2 separate regions of the Mus musculus genome follow, and region 1 is linked to region 2. Evidence: chromatin contacts called from public Micro-C data. All regions are on one chromosome and are shown on one strand. The core of a region is the stretch at or near the end of the contact, and the rest is flanking DNA. Distances in the headings are between cores, read along the strand shown. Region 1 overlaps D430041D05Rik (RIKEN cDNA D430041D05 gene). Region 2 has its middle 15 kb from the start of A930018P22Rik.

The links. Hi-C and Micro-C count contacts between places; a contact is called where the count stands out from the background.
Region 1: a Micro-C map of trophoblast stem cells shows a contact between it and region 2, with 5 times the contacts expected there. The contact joins two enhancer-like sites. A contact is called at or near these places in 2 of 39 promoter capture datasets (hippocampal neurons and stem cell-derived epiblast-like cells), 2 of 15 datasets of contacts at CTCF or cohesin (CD8 T cells and the NIH/3T3 cell line), 15 of 484 Hi-C or Micro-C datasets (the G1E-ER4 cell line, Th1 cells, bone marrow-derived dendritic cells and 10 more), 4 of 115 datasets of contacts at active chromatin or transcription factors (embryonic stem cells, kidney and oligodendrocyte precursor cells) and 1 of 9 other capture datasets (embryonic stem cells).

Annotation. Positions count from the first base shown.
Region 1 is chr2:104,328,659-104,335,282 of GRCm38.p6, forward strand. All of the region lies in intron 1 of D430041D05Rik (RIKEN cDNA D430041D05 gene), which reads right to left. Among named protein-coding and RNA genes, the nearest start is that of D430041D05Rik, 79 kb to the right of the region's middle. Within about 2 kb of position 4,248, at least 4 of the 459 cell types and tissues checked have an H3K27ac peak or open chromatin away from gene starts, as enhancers often do. A contact at or near this core is called in trophoblast stem cells, where this site is marked.
Region 2 is chr2:104,134,489-104,141,679 of GRCm38.p6, forward strand. No RefSeq gene overlaps it. Among named protein-coding and RNA genes, the nearest start is that of A930018P22Rik, 15 kb to the left of the region's middle. Within about 2 kb of position 5,328, at least 2 of the 459 cell types and tissues checked have an H3K27ac peak or open chromatin away from gene starts, as enhancers often do. A contact at or near this core is called in trophoblast stem cells, where this site is marked.

The DNA.
Region 1 (6,624 bases), core at 2,998-5,497, 190 kb after region 2:
ACCTGTGGTTGGCCTAACCTGGCATGAGCCACTCCTCTTCCTTCTTTGACATTGAAACCTCCTACCCTGAAGCTTTGCCTCTGATGCTCGGCCATTCTCTGATGAGTTGCGCTTTCCACAGAAACATTCAAGCTGCCTCATTAGTAAGAGTGTCACAACATACTTGATTATAAAACAAAAGACACTGGCATTTCGATAAACTCGAGGCTGCCCACTCCTTACTTCTTCCTCTGATTGCCAAGATTTTCTGGATTTACAGCCTAGAACTCTTGCATGCATTGATTGTCAGGAGTCAGCCAATCAACTTATCAATTAAAAACAATAGAAGAAGAAAATGGCTAATCAGTTTTTAATGAATATTTGTGCATCAGTATAAAGGCTTCCTGGTTGCTTCATATTGGTGTATTGGATTTATGGTCTATCCATCCCATGATGTTTATCAAGCTCCTATTATGTGTGGGGTCAAAGAGCCAGCTGCTGAGGAGTCAATACAGAAGCAGGCCAAGCACCTGCCCATTAGGCATCTATAGGAAATGAGTCTCTGAGAGGTTGGAAAACTCTGTAGGAAATGCGATACCTGGGTCATTCATGAGGGATAGAAGCAAACAGTAGGACTTCCTGACAAGGCTTTGCTGTCAGAGAACTCTTTCCATGTGAAGTGACAGAAGAAAGGAGACAGTCGAGAGCTGAAGGGGAGGAAGAGAAAGCTGTCTCAGACAAGACCACGTGGGACAAAGGACCACAGCTCAGAAGCACATAGAGTGCAGTAGGGCTGGTTGTTTGAGATTTGCAAGAAGATCAATGGAGCTCCATCAAAGACTTGGAAGCAGAGCAAATTCTGGATTAAGAAGGCTGGGCTGAACCTTAACAGCATCATGGAAGTCCCACGCAGCAGAATTGAGCTGGCCAAAATAGGGAGAATTATGAGGACCCAAAAGAGACTCAAAAGCCTTGGTGAGAAGTCCAGGCTTTGTCATAAAGCTGTCAGAAGTCATCAGAAAAGTTGAGGCAGGAAATGATCTACTCAGATGTGTATCTGGAAAAAGCAGTGTAGAAAAACAACACAGGATGGGGATGTTAACACATGTCAAGAGGTGAATAGCACTCAGAGAAACAGTGCAGATTCACAAAGGACATTGGGGGGTGGGGAGGAAGAAGGAGGAGAGAAAGTCACACACAGGGACAAACCGAGAAAGAGAGCACTCAGCAGTTATTCATGCTAAGACATATCACCAACACGGATGTAAAGGGAGACAGAATCTAGCTCACTTTTTGTATATTTGTGTGATATCTGGCACACAGTAGACAATCAATAAATGCTTGTTGGTTGAATGAATGAATGAGTAAATGAATGGATGGATGAATGAATGAATGCCCAAAGGCACAGATGGAAAAACGAATGATAAAATGGCAGAGGACATAGAACAAATGTAAGAGAGAGAGAGAGAGAGAGAGAGAGAGTGTGTGTGTGTGTGTGTGTGTGTGTGTGTGTGTGTGTGAGAGAGAGAGAAAGAGAGAGAGAGAGAGAGAGAGAGCTTCCAGGTGAGAGGCTGGGATGCAGTGTGGTAGGCTGTCCATTCACCACACATCTGGAACTACTCTTACCGCCTCGTCTTTATCTCCAGAATAAACTCATACCCTCCAGCTGTGAGCCAAAGTAATGAAAAGATTATGGTCTGTGGAGTCTGGATGGCCCTCTTTTAAATCACTGACCCAGCACTTGCAGCTGGATGAATGAGTTCCTGGGCAACTTTCTCGTTTGGAAAAAGAAGATGTCTGCTCAAAAAAAAAAAAAAAAACAAAAAAAAAACAAACGATCGCAGGGATCAAACATGAGGGTGTGCCAACCAAGTGTCTGGCACAGGGTGGGGACTAAATTAATATTTCTCCATCCTTTCAATTGATTCATCCCCTTCCCACATGGCACTAGCATAGAACTCCAGAAATATAGCCCACAGAGAGAAAATGGTTCTAACACTTTCTCTGGAGCAAACTGGAGACTTTTCAACAGTTCCAACTTATCACAATAGGCAAGGATTGGGGAGGTGGCTCAGTTAAGAGAGCTTCCCTGACATGCTCAAGGCCTTGGGTTCAATTCCCAGCACCAAAAAAACTAAGCCTAGTGGTTTATGACTATCATCCTATCACTCAGGAGGTAGAGGTAGGAAGACCAGAGGTCCAAGGTCCTCTACTATACACTGCCCTGTTTCAAAATTATTGTTATTATTATTATTATTATCATTATTATTAACAATAACAACAATAATAGGTAGAGTTGGCATGATCCCATCAGCAGCTACTGAGGTACTAAACAAGAAGAATAAAGTAATTGTTTAAAGAGAAAAGGCATTGTTTGGATCAGATGCCGTAGACAGTAATATAAGCTAACATGAGACAGTCTTCTTTGTCATACTTACCCAAGCAGAAAAAAAGTCAGGTTCTCTATGATCTACGATTATCAGTCAGAAAAATAATCCTGGATTTGAGCTCAGTCAATCCTCTGTGGTAGCCTTTAGCTTAGCCTGATCACAGATGCTTGCCTGTCACCTTCTCATCCTGGGCAACACAGCTGCGGGCTTGGCTGCTCCTTCTCAGTGGGGTTGGTCTTTAGTATTTTTATTACCTATGATTCTGGGTGTGGTTTGGTGGTAACCAACACTAATATATATGACCACACCATCCACTTCTTTTGCTACGAATTACTCACACTGGCTAGAACAAAACGGACAGAGTTTAACTCTAAAGGGGAGAATGGCTAAGAGGGAACCATGAGTCAACAGCGAAGCTGAGTGTGGTTCCGGGGACTGGGTGTGAAAAGGAAGGCAGTGGCATTTCATGACGCTCACATGCCAAGCGATTTTTATATATGGTACCTCACATAGTTCTTAGAATAGCCCAAAGAGGGAGGTACTGCATTTAGATCAATGTAAGGCATCATTAAAAAGAAAAAGATGTGTTAATTAAACCATGATGAACATTTGGATTTCAGAGATGTTAAAAATGTTTAAAGAAAGTGGGTCTGAGAACCAAGCAAATGTAGCACTAACTTTCATTATATGTGTAAGAAAACTGCAAGACAAAGAAGGCCCTTGCTGGAGGTCAGTGAAATGCAGGTCTGGGTATGGCGTTTAATCTTCAGTGTCAACTTGGCTGTATGTGGAATCATCTGGGAGACGCACATCTAGGCTCATAAAGCTATGTCCAGAGAGGTTTAGCTGAGGAAGAGCAGCCTTTAGATCCACATTGTCAGCACCATACCATAGACTGGGGTCTCAGATGGGTATCAGTGAGCAGGGTTCCTGACTTCGGATGCAGTGTGTTCAGCCATCTCACATTCCAGTGACACCTAATGCTGGCTCTATCACCATGCCTTCCTTCCACTCAAACCATGAGCCAAAAGAGACTGCCCCTTCCTTGAGTTGCATTTGCCAAGTGTTTTGTTAAAGTAAATGAGAAACTCCACAAGTACCTAACCAGTACCTTTGTACCTCACCAGTCTAATACTCAGAGAGCTCAGGCCTCTAACCACTGAGGGCACTGTCTCTTCCCACTGCTGGCTCCTGGCGAATAAAGTAAAAATATACACGGGGTGATGATAAAGACAGACATAAGTTGATCATAATAATTCTCATTATTTGAGAAAAACAACAACTATTTTCTCAGGAAATTGAAAGCTCACCCTAGTACAAAACTGATGTTGCATAGGGATATATACAGACGCTTTTACTGAGACGCCCAAGGAGCAATTAGGAGGCTAATGTATAAATATACAGTAGTGAAGACCACTTTCCATGACAAAGATCCTATCGTCAAGAAAGCCACCTTACAAGTCCATTCCATGGCAGAAACCAAACGTTCAAAGAAGTCGATAATGTTACTGTAATCACCTTTCCTAAATATTACTGATAGCTATCCAGTTTTTTACTGGAAACAGAGCTATTAGATTGTACATAATACCCTGCTGATTGGTAAGCTGCCTGCACAGTCTTCTGATTTTTAAGTAGGAATTGGTAGCAGGCTAAATGATCCAGACATTCAGTGGAATTAAACGTACACCATCCTGTCTTCAGAAAAGTCTCCATGGTTTTGGCCCTAGCTTGGGAGAGGCTCAGCCATCATGAACCAGTAAGGCAGAATCTGATTTTCTTCAGCGTTTTAGACTGACGAGACAGACAGCTCAGCCTAAGGCTTATAGCCAGCTGGAAGACTCTCTAGCTGGGTGACCCTAGACAAGCTGAATTCTCTACATGCCTCAGTAGTAACATGTCTGTAAAGTTTAATGGTATCTACCTCCCAGGGCTCTTATGAATTACAGAGAGAGTTCGCATAAAAGACTTAGCACATCTGGCATGTGGTGTATACTCTATAAATGTTGGTGGATTTTACTGTTTGGGTAGATTATTCTTACCCTATAATTCATTTAACAATAGTGACACTCAGGCCCTTTGGGAGCAGAGGCTGCACAGGTGTAAGCCAGTCTCCTGTTCAGGTATGAGAGAGAACTAAATGTCTGGGGAATCTCCAGGTTCAGAGAGTACCTACAAACTCAGTGCTCCGATGCCTGTGTGCCGCAGCGGGCAGGCTGGTGTGGAAGGAGGGTCAAACTTTAGAGTCGAGTCATTTAATTGCTCAAATCCTAGCTTATCGATCACCTGCCTCAGTGCTTCGAACATCTGGGTGAAGCTCTTTGTAGTCGTTTATAAGTGGAGATGTGATGTTGCTGTCATTGCGCATGTGTGGAAGGAGCTGGGCATACCATAGATCCTAGTCACACAGCAGACATTGTTGAATGGCTGGCCTAACACCCTTTGAATACTGACTTCCCTTTTATTGAAAAGGTGACCTATACTTTTCCATGGAGGGGGGGAAGCATTTCTTTGGGAAACATGAAGTAGAATGATTATTCTCTAGAAATGGAGAATTACGTATATAGATGGATCCTCCACATCAGCTTAATGTTATTCTGCTTATATTTAAGTATGAAATTTCACTGCAGAAAAGTTTTAAAAATAGAAATAAATAAGTGAAAAAATTACTATCCAATAACCCCTCTTTGCCAAGACAACTATATGTGACATCTTGGTGTCTGTCCCTCCCAGAGTATTTTTCTCTGCATGCAAATATGCATTTTTAACCATGTCACACAGCAAAAACAAGGAACCCCATTTTCCTCACACCCTCACCAGTCCTTGCAAAGCACTAAATGTCAACGCTTAAAGGGGATTTTTGCTTGTGTTCTTCAGCAGAAGCACAAGAGGTAAGAACGATCCTTTTAATTAGCTATCCTTTCCCAAAGCTGACGCCCCTTCTGTATGCATAAATCTTCCTGTAACCAGCATTATGTCACGAGTGCCATATTTACACACATATTCACATTCATAGACATGCTCACGTCTATCAAACCAGTGGACATACAGAGAATCAAGCAAGCAGTGGATGTGTTAGCACACGGATGTTTTTAACCAGCAGATGGCTCTGATATACCAGGAACCCACTAACACTCACCCCCATCTACAGGAACACACCCATATAAGATCTGTCCAACAGAACCTTTTCCTACCCACAATCCATCATCAGGACACCAGGCTTGGGCTGCCCTGCTGTGTAACAACCAATCTCCTCAAAATCAGGTGCACACCACGTGCTCACCTGTTTCCCCTCCCCCCTCACCTTAGCCTCAGGCTCCCAATCCCTCCCACCAAAGGTCACCAATGAAAAGCCAGTTTTCTACTTCTACTCCTGTAGAGTGGAGGGCCTTCTCCAAAGAACCAAGGACTGCCTGGTCCTTGCCGTTAGGGTAATGTGTAAGCCCCACCCAAGGCAGCCATGATTCCTGAGTCAAATGTTTTAACCACTTTCTTTGAAAGGAACTGCTCTGGTGAGTAGAGGGCATGGTGAGGAGCCTGACCAGGGTGGGGATGTGCTTTGGGCTGCTGAGGGAGAGACAAAATAAAGATACAAGGAGCAGGTAGGATGGAGATGTTTCTACAACCCAGAGTAGGGAAAGGTTTGATGGATTATGTGAAATGGGGACACCATGAATCACAATCAGTTTCTCATATCCTCCAGGACACTGCTGCTTCAGGTCCCCAACTCCTTCCACAATTGTGACAAATGAGAAGTACTATGTCATGCTACTAATAGGACATTGTTGTTCTAAGCAAACTCTCCAATCATCATACACAGGCCTTGTGTGAGACAGCACACAAAGAAGTAGCCAAAGGCAACGTGACATTAGGAGGCAGATCTGTCCAGTAAGAACATCTAATGTGTAATCATTCCCAGAGTAGTTGCCACAAAGCACACTTCAGAAGAACCTGCCACGCTCTCTCAAAACAAACTCATGATAAAGGGGGGGCAGCGTCGTGTGTGTGTGTGTGTGTGTGTGTGTGTGTGTGTGTGTGAGAAAGAGAGAGAGAGAGAGGGAGGGAGAGAGAGAGAGGGAGGGAGGGAGAGAGAGGGTGAATAAACCCAAATGCATATGAATGTTATGAATGTGACACTGTCACAGCACCGCCCCCCCCCCAGGGGCAGGAGCACAGTGTCTGGACTGGCCAGTGAAGCCTGACACTCTTCATCATGATTATCAATTTCAGTTGCTGGAATGTTGAGACACCCCCTGCA
Region 2 (7,191 bases), core at 4,078-6,577:
ACTGTCGCGGGTGAACTGAGGTAGTGCCTGCAAATTGCCTGGCTCTGCTGCCTGAGGTCTCTACTGTTGTCTCAGTTTCCTGGGCGATTTGCATTAAGGTCTCTTCACATGTTTCTCATAGTGGGAGCCACTAGATGGCAGCATAGATTCACAGAGACACAGAGGCAGCAGTTGGAACACTTAATGCAAAAACAAGCACAGGTGTAGCCCTGGCCCTTCCCAGAGGTGGCTGCCTGCTTAGTGTTCTACTTGCCCCTGGAAAATATGCCCTTTTTAGATTTGGTTTCAAGGTGAATGTCCAGTTAGCAAAGAATGAAAGTAACTATACCAGACTCATTGACTGATACTACCTGTATGGGTCTGCCCGGGCTGCTGCTGCAGAACATTGCAGAGCCAGACGTGGTGGTGCACACCCAGAATCCCAGCAGCATGAGAAGCTGAAGCAGAAGGATTACATTTTCCAGGTCAGCCTGGGTTATGGAGTTAGTTCAAGACTGGACTGGACAACTTAATAAGAGCCCACTGCAAAAAGGGAAAAGAAGCCAGGTGTGTTAGCACACACCAGTAATCTTAGCACACTGGAGAGGTGTGTTAGCACACACCAGTAATCCTAGCACCCTGGAGAGGCAGAGGCATGGGGGTTGCTATCATTTTAAGGTCAGTCTGGTACACACTGAGAGTTCTAGGTCAGCTAGGGCTATATAGTGATTCTGTCCCTCCAAACCCCAAACAAGTGAAAAGAGTCATATCTCATTCATATTTACCACCCCTACCTACCAGTAAGATGTGTTCAGACCCTTGCTTATATACACACCAGGCAGCATACATCTGTGATGAGCCCGGGCCACCTCAAAGCCTTGCATCTCAGTTAATTTATTGATAAGTTGTTCCAAACTATTCTTTTTGTTCCCTTTAGCCCATATCTACCAACAAAGATGGAGAATGTTTTCATGAATAAATAACACACTACCAGGTCTGGGTTCCAAAGCAAGGATGGGCAGGGATCCTCTCAATTGCAGGACTCTACTGTAAACCACATGGAGTATTACGGTTTGGGTATGAAACATCCTCTCAGGATGCCCATTCACAGACGTCTTGAGTCCTCCATACCAGTAATGCTTAAAAGTAAGTTTGGGGGAAGTGACAGGGTCATGAGGTCCCTGTCTTCATCAGTAAGTTAACCACTGATAGACTTAAAGTCTGAATAGACTATTTAAGAAGGGTGCAGACCTGTGCAAGGCGAGGACTGGTTGGAGGAGGTAGGGACTGGGGGTGTGTGCCTTTGAGGGATAGTTTTCTCTGACCCTTTTCTGCTCATCCTACTCATTCTGTCTACCACGAGGCAAGCTGTTCAACCCTCCCTGAGGTTCATGGTGATAGAACCAGCTAACCATGGGCTGAAGCCCCTGGAACCCAGAGCCAAAAAAAAAAAAAAAAAAAAAAAAGAAATCTTTCCTCTTGTAAGGGATGATGTCAGAGATTCATCACAGAAGCAAAACCAAACCTTACACATTGCCCCTGAGCAGATAATGTAGGAAGCCCAGGCATGTTCTCAAGAGGATCTTATTTCCCACTGGCTCACCACGTGACATTGAGGCTGTGACCCATGCTGTTTGAACAAAGCAGACTGTGCCTGATGACTGTGCCCAACCTGTTGATATAGCAAAGCCAGCTGTTCCATGAGGTTGCTGGAGTGCCCTGGGGAGTTGAGTACACAGAAGAATTCTCCCAGAGTGATGGGAGGCATCACCACAAGCAGAATGTAGGGCCCTGGAGAGAGCTGCATCGGATCCCTCTCTCCCCACACTGATGAGTGGTAGAAGGCTTTCCTTCCTCAGCACCGTTACCTCTCCCCAGGGTCCTTAGCTTCCTCTCTGCTTGGCTGGCTTATGGGTCACCTGGGTTCTTGGACAAAAGACATATCCACAGAGGATAGGTCAGTAGCGCTGAGTACAGGAGTCTTTGCTAGGTGACCCATGGGTGACATACCAGCTCTGGCAAAATAAAGAGATCCACATTATCGGGAATATTCTTGGAAGAACTTTGTGAGTTACAGTGACCACCATGCTCGCAAAATGCCAGGCTGTAAGCTTCGCATTCTGTCTCCCCCTCCACAGTGTCCTCTTCTGGAGAAAGCTTCTCAATGAAGTGAAGACTCAGAGACAGGACATACGTTGCCCAAAGTCACACAGCTACAATGCAGTAAAGGCGGAATTCAAACCTCCATCTGGAAGGTCCCAGATCTTGATGTGGGTGCAATGGTTCAGGTCTGGAATGTTCTCCACAGACAGCGTGTTAACAGCAGAGGAGACTTTAAGAGGTGGGTTAGTGGTTTTAGATCATTAGGGACATTTCAGAAAAGGGATCTTTCCTGTTTGTTTCACTTCTAGCCATGAGCTGAATAGCTTGGTTCCACCACAGGGGCCCTGCCATGTTGCTCTGCCTCACCACACGCCAAGGCAATAGGATCAATTGATGCATAACACTGAACCTCTGAAGCCAAAATTCAAAATAAACTTTTCCTCCTTTTAAGTCGATTACATTAGGTATTTTGGTACAGTAACAGAAAACTGAATTGCACAGTAGGGATCCACTTCATGTATGACCATTGGCCACAAAATAGATTCAGAGCCAGAGTGAAATAGTTTTTAGGCCCCAAACTGAAAAGATTTCCGTGGCTTATCACCTCATGTGTGATTTTTAAATCAAAATAATACTAAGCTCTAAAAATAAGTAGGAAGAATATCAGTAATGGTGTCTCCTTCCCTCGCCACCCCGAGTACTGACATTGACTTCTGTCCAGATACTGAGTTATATGAAAGGCCTCGCCATCCTTCCCAACCTCTCCACTCCACTTCATGTCCTCTCGTTCTATTTATTTATTATTTGTTTATATTTATGTGTATGTGTGTGTCTCTCTGTGTGTGCCACATACCTGTAGGTAGCTACCAAGGCCAGAAGAGGGTGTTGGATCCTCTGGAGCCAGAGTTACAGGCAGTCATGAACCACCTTCTGTGGGTGCTGGGAACTTTCACTGTGTCCTCTGCCAGGGCAGCAAGCACTGTTAACTGAAGTACTCCCTGTCTAGCCCAACTCCCTCTCATTTGACACACCAGGCTTTCCGAAGCTCCCTCTCCACTTAAGCAATTTCATATCTACAAGGGTCCTATACTTGTGGTGTCTTTGGAATAGAAAGCTGAGTAATATTCCACCCAGACCCCTTCCAACTTAGAGCCAACTCTATGTCTTCCTTTGCCTTTTAAGGTTTATTTTTAATTTTATGAGTGTTTACCTGAGAACCACGAGCGTGACTGGCATCCCCAGAGGTCAGCAGAGGGCATTGGCTTGCTGGGATTGGAGTTACAGACAGCTGTGAGGAACCAAAACCAGGGTCTCTGGAAGAGCAACCAGAGTTTTAGCCCCTGAATCAATCTCTCTCTCTCTCTCTCTCTCTCCCTCTCTCTCCTTTCTTTTTCTCCTTCCTTCCTTCCTTCCTTCCTTCCTTCCTTCCTTCCTTCCTCCCTCCCTCCCTCCCTCCCTCCCTCCCCCCCCTCCCTCCCTCCCTCCCTCCCTCCCTCCCTCCCTCCCTCCTTCCTTCTTTTCTTCCTTTTCTTCCTTCAAGACAGGGTTACATTGTGTAGCCCTGGCTGTCCTGGCTGTTACTTTGTAGACCAGGCTGGCCTGGAACTCACAGACTTCTGCCTACTTCTGCCTACTTTTGCCTACTTCTGCTGGGATTAAAGGCATGTGCCACCACTGCTTGGCTGGATTCTATCATTTTCAAAACAGCAAGCAACATCAGTTCATGCAATAGCCATGCCTAATACTCTGAGGATTTTATAAATGCTTGTTAAAATATTTTCCTTTGGAGACTGGAGAAATATGCAGAGAAGAAAAGCTGTAAGCACAAATCTCTGCTGACACTTCGGAAGGAAAATTACCATTGAGAGGATATGCTTTATTTCATATGTAAATTTTCCAAGAAGAAAACAAACACAATTTCCAGAAAGCTAAACAGACTAATGTGATAAAGAATGGTCTCACCACCAAGATCTAGCGGCTCACCTGCTTAGATGTGCTGCACAGAGTATATATTTCAGAGGCTGATTAAAAACCCAAACCCACATGACACCGTTACTCTTCTCTTGCTGTGAAGAGACACCATGACCAGGGCAACTTGTATAAGGAAGCATTCAATTGGGGGCTTGCTTACAGTTCAGAGGGTTAGTCCACGACCATCATGGAAGGGAGAATGGAGGCAGGTAGGCAGGCTGGCAGGCAGGCATGATGCTGGAGCAGTAACTAAGAGCTCACATCTGATTTGCAACTTGTAGATAGAAGAGGGAGACACTGGACCTGGATGGGTTTTTGAAACCTCAAAACACCTCCTCCAATAAGGCCACACCTCCTCCAACAAAGCCACACCTCCTCCAACAAGGCCACACCTCCTAATCCTTTCCAAACAGTTCCACTAGCTGAAGACCACGTGTTTAAATATATGAACCTATGGGGGCCATTCTCATTCCAACCACTACACCATACAATAATAGTTAATAAACGTTGATTGACACACCATTAATATGGATACTTTAAAGTAGTAACTGCGTGTTGTGGCTTCATTCATGAATTCTATGGTTCCTGAAGTCTTGATGTAGACTGTGTAGGACAGTAAGATGCTTATCTCTGTCCTCATTTTACTAAGTGGTGACTGCTCTGAAATTTGCTTTTGTATATTCTTGGCAGTTTGGCAATTTGTTCTCTCTCCATGGAGAGGGGGTGCCCTTCTGCTGTCTTCCCCTCATTGGCTAAAGGTAACTTAGAGGGAGAAGTGTGTAATACCATCAGATGACACTACAGTGCTAAAAGTCCAGTTCCAAATGTAAGTGTCTGCAGAAAGAAGTAGATTTTGATTTTGATTTGACTTTCTTTCATGGAGTAGAAAAGTGGCAAGCCCTTTTTATGATGGGCTTTGTGTCTCCAGGGCCAATCTTCCTGGACCATGAATTCTGTGACAGGCAGATGTTGTGACCCCCCCCTTCCCCATGGAACCCTTGTCACCTAGGCATCAGTGTCTGATGTGGTGCTCAGGAAATGTTTGCTCAACTGAGGGAGAACTAGCTGTCTGGCCACAGGAAAGATGCCTGCTGGAGAATTTTAGTTTAAGTAAAAATATTAATAATCAGTGTGTGTGTGTGTGTGTGTGTGTATGAACACAGCCAGACATAAACAGCCCTCATGGAAAGTCAGCCCTGTAACCCTCCTCTTGGGTTAACCTTGGGTTAACCTCTGCTCAGTTGTCGCCCTTGGTTTCTGCTGTTAGCTACTGGTTCTGCTTCACTAAAACCCATTCTAAAAGAGTCACCAAGAAGATCAATTTGGAATCTACCAGTGTGAGAGACAAAACCTTAAAGAGACAGAAACGTTAGTTCCTGCCGCAGACCTTCTGTGTCCCTGTGTCTGCGTGGAACGGGGTCTCTCGACGCGGGTGGGCAAAGCGTGGATGAATGACAGACAGACACACACGCAGGAGAGTTTGTGTGGAATCTGAATGTAATTTTTCAAATCGAACATCAGACTTTTTATGCAGAAGACAACAAGGTAGTTGGGTGACATACCCACAAGGTACAAATGAGGTAACCGGATGCTTAATGACTCTTACACAGAACAGAGGAAATGAAAACGCAAAGACTGGCAGGAACTGGGCAATAAAATAACTGAGACAGAGTCAGCCCTATCTAAGGTCAGCTATAGTCTTAGAAGCCAGGTGTGAGAACTTTTCACTCCTAGGGCAAGGGCTTTCACACCCAAGTCATGGTTCTAACTAGGGAGTTCCGTTCTAGCTAACCATCTCATGAATAATGCAATACTCTAAAACCACAGCTGGATCTACTTCCTAAACCATTGTAAATTCCTGTATATAGGTGTAACTCAGCTATAATTCTAAATATCTATTCTGGTTTCTCCTACGGTCAGAAACTTCTTTCTTCCTTAGTGATGGTAAATTCCTGTGAAGGGCAGTGACCTAACTTTTACTCAAAGAGATAGTGTAATACCAGGGGCAATACTGAATTCCAAGCCCAAGGTCTTGCTAAGGACGAACTAGGACTGTTGGAACACTGGCGGACGGCTTTAGCTATGTCAGAATTCAATCTTAAAAGGCACTTATGATAGGAAAATAAATGAAAGAGAGCACGTGGATCCATACACTAGACTAACGCGGGAATGGAACGCGGGAATGAAAAATTACTGTATGGGTAGGGAGCGCTAGACTCCAGGAGGAGAGCTTCCTTGAAACTCTTTTGCCTCATGAGTGACTTTTAAGCCTCTCGGCTTGTCCAGTTGACTCGACCAGAGAGCGTAGCAAGTTCCCAAGTCCCCTAGATGTCAACATATAAGACAACGTGGGCACCCTGGCAGAGTTCAGACTCAAGACAAGTCTTGAAACTATCTAAGCCCTTCCTCTGGAAGCCACAAACTTGATTTACACAATGGACATCCCCCCAAGAGCTTAAAACCAGCCCCCCACTTCCTCTTCTTGAATCCCTGCAAGTTGTGGCAGGGTCTAAGAAATATAGTTCAGCATCCAGTTGCTGGAAGACCCTGGGTTTCAGAGTCAGCTGTTTCTAAAAGTCCTGTTAGCAAAGCATCTGGGTATTACCATCACAGGTAGGCATCACACAGCCTCAAGGGAAATAGCTTCTACAGACCCTATGTGTCTTCTGAAGGCTCAGCCCCAGGGCTGAAGCACTAGGTTATGCACTAGGTTATGAAGAGAAGAAGGGGTGTAAGGAAGCTCTTCCTATATGTTCATCAAAGACCCTTCAGAGTCCAGAGGCTTGGAGGACAGGGTGGCAATAAAACTGTCACCCTAACCAAACTTTATTTCCATTCCAGTGAGTCACATGGTCTCACTGCCACAAAATTTGGCTATATGCCTGTGTATATGTTAACATATGTTGACAGAACAAAATGCCCAGCAGTGCAAACCAGTTTCGACCACAACCTCTCCTTCATATAGTCATGGGGCGACGCAGAGCCTTGCTTCCTACTCTCTTGGTCTCTTTGGGATGCTGTAACCCCAAACCATAAGCTGGGTGGCTGATAGATGGCAGGAATTTAGTTCTTGTAGCTGATCTGAGAAGTCTAAGATCAGAGAACCTACAGGTTGGGCATCTGCCTAAGGCTTGCTTC